2 separate regions of the Anas platyrhynchos genome follow, and region 2 is linked to region 1. Evidence: chromatin contacts called from public Hi-C data. All regions are on one chromosome and are shown on one strand. Each heading gives the region's core, a stretch centred on a gene start, on an enhancer-like site or on the middle of the called end of the contact. The rest is flanking DNA. Distances are from core to core; before and after follow the strand shown.

Region 1 (2,722 bases), core at 94-2,593:
TTTCTGGGCCACATTGCAGCAATTGAAATGCTGTCCACGAGGCACTGATGAGCCAGCAAAACCCCTGAATGGTAATGAGAAGCGTCCAGTGGAAACAGGCTCAGCACAGTGCTGCTGCTAATTTATCAATGTGAGGCAAACCGACTTACACAAGAGGGTGAAAGGACAATTTAAAAATCTATCACCTGCCAATTTAAGAATCTATTAATAATTATGGGTTTGTTTTTCATGTTCTGCACTGCTCATTTAATCTCAATATCTTCTGCACCACGTAACTGACTTTGGAAAATATTGCTTGTCTACAAGGTGACATCAAATTTTCAAATTCAGACACTCTGCTCCTCTGCAAGAGCTTGTGGCTGATTAATTAACTCCTAACTATTACTGAATGCTCTATTTTTTATTTATTTATTTTTTTCCCCTTAAGGGAACACTGAAGCATTTTCATCAGAAAACCTCCCTCTGGGTTCTCATAATCATATGGGTAGATACGAGGGTTATTTTTAATTGATATTTCAACAGCAAGCGTGACAAGGATTCTAGCTCTTTTTATGCATCGTCAGTGACCAACTGACTTTGCATCCTGGAGCAAGTTAAATAACTAGATAATGAGGGAAAAAGCTTGGTACCTGTAAACTAATAGTAACAAAGAGAACTTCCTAATATTATTTTAATAGGATTTTAGATGTAGGTGGCTTATTTATTTATTTATTTGAATAGTATCAACCAATCTGTTCGCTGTGGTAGGGAAGGAAAGTTTTCTTAAGACTGCTTCTTGCACAACCTAACCTGTAGTTTTATTGTGCCTGGTTTACCTCATCTGCTGCTTATCTCGTACAAAAACCTCAGGCAGGAGGGCCCACAGGGCCGTGATGCCACTGGCAGCGACTGAGTCAGCTTGTCCAAGTGTACGGGCAGCAGATGACATGCACTAAACTGATTCAGCAGCTATAAATAAGCACTGACTGACTCATTTAGGTCTTTTCCGTGAGGAAGAGTGATCACAGCAAAAAATCGGGATAAGCTGACAAGAAAGCCACCTGAATCTCCGAGATGTTGCTTCATAATGTTTTGTATCTGCCCTACCAAACGCCCTCCTGTCCCTGAGCACTCTCTTTAAGGTCTTTCCTCAAATGCTTCTTACAGAGAGGAGACCAGGGCAGGAGGGTCTGCATCTCTTGGCAGACAACAGCGGATATGTCAGGGGCTGGCTAACGTGAGGGGAAAGCTGTGGGTGTGAGGGAAGGCGGTGGGCTTGAGGCAAAGACAGGGTCTGCCACCGGCTGCCCTCGTCCTGCCGGGCCCTCAGGGCACCGCCAGCCTCCCGCCGCCTCTCGCTGCCGCAGGGCGACCCCTGGTGGCCATTTCGGAGCAGCCCGGCGGGGCTGAGCCGAGCCCGGCGGCAGGGGGAGCCCGGCGAGGGAAAATGGCGGCGGGGCCGGGTGGCGGGGCTGAGGGGCGCCTCAGAGCGTGGCGCTGACCGCGGGCTGGGGAGGAGTGAGGGCAATTTTCAGCCGGGTAATCCCAGCGTGGAGCCAGGCACTCGGCCGGCCGCCAGGGCACGGCCACGGCGAGGCTGCAGGCGCCGATAGGATGGCGGCGAAATGTCGGGTGCGAGGAGGAATGAAACGCCTCTGTGCGCCTGAGCCGAAAGGGCACTGCTGGCTGGTGGCTGCTGCCAGGCAGCGACGGCTTTCCTTCAGTGACTCTTTTTTTTATTTTTTTTTTCCCTTCCAAGGGCAGCCACAATGCCTTTTTAATAAGTTTTTAGATGCTTGCTGCTATCATTTCCATGGAAATTGTCAAGTCATCTCCTTGCCGGGCTTGGAGAAAGAGCAAGGAGTTTTGGCAAAAGTTCAGCAGATCAAAAACATTAGCTTAAAAATTAAAAGAGGGAAATGTGAATATAAGAAAAACAAATTTGTGAGTATTTTGCAATCTGGTCAGCACTGACTTTGTTACCCCAGATAACTGAAGCAACTCTGCTGCATCCTACAGCAGCATACCTAGGGGCTCATGAGCAAGTCTAAGAAGGAATTCAGCAGCTCAATGCATCTTTTCAAATGTCCCTGCACTTTTATACGTCCCTTTTCACTGCCAACATGGTCACTTTGGGCAGATCAGCGGGCTGTGTGAGGGAAAGGGCTTGTGGTGAACCCAAAGGAAGGGCAGCTGTGCCCGGGCGAGGCAAGGCAGGGGCCCATGGCTTTGGGGAGCTGGGGGCAGCTCTGCAGTGCATGGGTCCGGCTGCTGCCTTGGTTGCTGCTGTTGAACAGTGTAGGCTGCCTCATAGAGCCTTGAAGGGGGAGTGTTTTCTGACCAAAGTTTGGCTGGGGTCCCCTGGTCTGTTCGGCGTCTTTTTTTCCTTCCTTCAGATCTGTGGTAAAATGTTTTGCCACTGATTAGACTGGCCACGTGCACACAAATGGAAAACACAACTAAATCTATTAGACAACCACTGACATGGACACACACACTTAAGTCATTACTTTGACAAGGTGATAGGCGTATCCATTGATTTGGGGAGATGTAGACCCTCTTGATTATAATGCAAGGTGCAATTATGTATCAGTGATCTATCCACTCATTTTGAGATGGAGAATTTCTTATGCCACTTAACCCTTCACAATACCCTTTACAGCTAGTGAAGATAAAGCCATTTCTTTCAATAAAGATCCTTCAAGAAGCTATTATGTTTTATAGACCATCATTTCCCTTGCTA
Region 2 (2,722 bases), core at 131-2,630, 38 kb before region 1:
GACGCACGCTTACGGGGCCCAGAAGCCTCCCAGGAATGTGGTGCCATGCCCGCTCCTGCTGCCTGTGGCTGTCCAAGGTGACAGCGTGGGGACCACAGAGGGGCCTCTGCCTCCTGCGTGAGGGATGCCATTTTCAATGGCTACGCAGGCAGTATTTTCAGTGGGCTGGGCCGTGCGTGAGGAAGTGAGCTGGGGGATCTCCAGCGTGGAGGCTTAGTCATCCACACGCTCAGCATGAAACTGTTGCATGACACACAGTTCTCTCTTCTTCTTTTTTTTTTTTTTTTTTTTTCAAATAATAATTCCTTCTTCCTCTTTCTCTCTTAAGGTCCTTGTGCTGGGCCTGTTGCAGTATCAGGAAGCCTGGCTGGGAGCTGAGGAGGGTTTCACAGCAAGGGGCCGGGCCAGGAGACGCAGGCCATGGGGCCTGGCAAAGGTCCGTGGCTTGTCACGTGTCAGCGAGCAGCTGGTTAGGAAAGATAGTGTTTAAACAAACTGTTGTGTGCATTGCCGTGCCAGTACCTGTTTGCCCACATTCTTATTTTCAAAGTGCACCTCTTACACACTCTTGAATGAGTCATTATTCTTGGCTGGCATTGACGGTACCTGGAAATCCTAAACTTTATTGCCCTATACATTCCCTGTGCTCCACAGATTGCATGAGACATTTCTGTAGGGGTTGCATTGTTTTTCTGCTCCACTTACACCTGCTTTTCTCTGTTTTCTTCCAGAAAGGGCCATCCAGTTCCTCTACAATGTGTATGTGTTTCCCAGTAGTGCAAAAGCCACTCTGTGTAGCTCCCTATTGATTAAATGCTGACCAAGCACTAGCAATTTGCTTTATTACATTTTATTCATCACTGCCTGGAAGGTTAAAGCAGCTTTTGCATCCAGGAATGTGTCCTCACCTTTGGGCACTGAAGTCAGGGCCCGCACATAACGTCATGCCCACGTCAGTTTGTTCATGCTCACCTGTAATGCGATAACTTTACTACATCGCATTCAGTCATTTCTAGAATATTGGAGGAATGTTACAAACATCCTCAGGCAGAAAATGCCTGATGTTGAGAACAATCACCAGAGAGTGACAGTCGGAGCTTCTATTTAGCATGTCCAGCAGCTTCACCAGTAGCTGGAATGTGCACCCCTCGAAATGTAAGTATAAACATAAATCTTCCAGCATCATGAAGATCCCTTGAGAGATGGAAAGGGAGCACTTGGTCATCCTGTGGGGAACAGGAATGCAGGGATGCAAAAGTATCTGGGGTATGACAGGACTTTGAGGCCCCACAGGGTGTACAATCTGATCATTCCTTGGACTTCGGTAGACTAAAAGCCGTGTGTCTACCACCCCTCTTGATACTACAGAAAAACATCAACTCTCCCTTTCTTGGAAATGACCTTTATCACTCCTCACCCTATCTTGCTCAACCACCGCACTGTAAACCAGCAGCTGAAACAATCTTTCCCCTCCACCAGTTAACCACACTTCATATTTCCAGTTTTGGTGTAAAGAGAAGTACGAGGTCTGAATGTTATTGAGACCGTGGAGCATGGGCTTTGGCAGATCCTAGCAGCTTCGGTGCAACTTGCAGTGAGAAATCACCTTGCAAATAAGCAGCAATCAAATAATCATCTTTCAAATAAGCAGCAGTTTCCTCTGACTGAATGCTAATAGGGCTGTGATTTCCTAAGAGCTGATAACAGTTTTATTGTCACATTTCCCTCTGTTCCAAGAACAGCTTTATGATTAAGAAATTATACCTTCTGATGTTTGCTATTTGGGCAGCGTGGCAAACGTATAGGCAACAAGTGGGTGACTGTTCAGCACAGAGCGAGAGCTTCTGACAGGAATTTCTTGTTCTTGGGAGCTGGCAGACCACTGCTGCCACGGATGGCAAGGACACAAAAACCAAGAGGGTGTTAATGAAACGTAAAATTGCCGTGTGAAGTGGCAGGTGATTTCTTTATAGACAAGATTGAAAATATTGCCCAAGAAGAACTCACTTTAAGATCTGGGCTGACAGAAATAAAGTAATAATTTAAAAATTTAATAATCTGAAGTGAAACATCATGGACTTCAGACTAACGTGAATTTCAAGTCTAAACTAGAGAGTTAATGAACTGTAAGTGGTGAGGAGGGAAACAGTGCAGAATTCAGGCCTGTTAAAAGTTAACATGCTGGCAACTCTTTCAGGGTATTTCTGACTGACATAGAAGTATGAAAGCTACTGATGACAGTGATGAGACTTTATCGGGAATACTGGAATACTGTGTTTTAACCATGAAAGATAAATTCTCATCAGAACCTGTGCAGAGAAAGATGTCAAGAGATAAAGAACAACAGCATTAAAGCCTGGATTTGTACTCCCCATCCTCAGAAACTTCACAGCTATGTCACCTGGGACTCCTGCAGCTGATGGAAAGAGGTGGGTATCTCCAGCCATTCAGCCTAAGTTCTAACAAAGCTCCAAAATTAGACAGTTTAAATACTTTAAGCTACATGCAGAGAACATTGCCCTACACTGTGCCCTCAAAAACTAAGTTTGAGAAAGTGGCCAGCTGCTCTCAGGAGAGTAAACACCACAGAAGAGGTGAAGGTCAGGTTTATCAGCAGGACAAACTGATAAATGCTACACATGAATAAATTGTTCTGGTAAAGGGAAAACTGATTTTTGGAAACAGCCTCCCATATGTAGATGGATTCTTAACCAGAACTAAG

What was found. A called contact is a pair of places that touch in the nucleus more often than the background predicts.
Region 2: a Hi-C map of subcutaneous adipose tissue shows a contact between it and region 1, with 3 times the contacts expected there. The contact joins two enhancer-like sites. A contact is called at or near these places in 5 of 8 Hi-C or Micro-C datasets (F5 follicle, liver, skeletal muscle and 1 more).

Annotation. Positions count from the first base shown.
Region 1 is chr1:28,565,797-28,568,518 of IASCAAS_PekinDuck_T2T, reverse strand. No RefSeq gene overlaps it. Among named protein-coding and RNA genes, the nearest start is that of LSMEM1, 18 kb to the left of the region's middle. Within about 2 kb of position 1,343, at least 6 of the 8 cell types and tissues checked have an H3K27ac peak or open chromatin away from gene starts, as enhancers often do. A contact at or near this core is called in subcutaneous adipose tissue, where this site is marked.
Region 2 is chr1:28,604,194-28,606,915 of IASCAAS_PekinDuck_T2T, reverse strand. It overlaps LOC106014344 (a long non-coding RNA gene), which reads left to right. Exons shown (of 3, transcript XR_011807019.1): 2 at 1-2,429. Among named protein-coding and RNA genes, the nearest start is that of IFRD1, 7.6 kb to the right of the region's middle. Within about 2 kb of position 1,380, at least 7 of the 8 cell types and tissues checked have an H3K27ac peak or open chromatin away from gene starts, as enhancers often do. A contact at or near this core is called in subcutaneous adipose tissue, where this site is marked.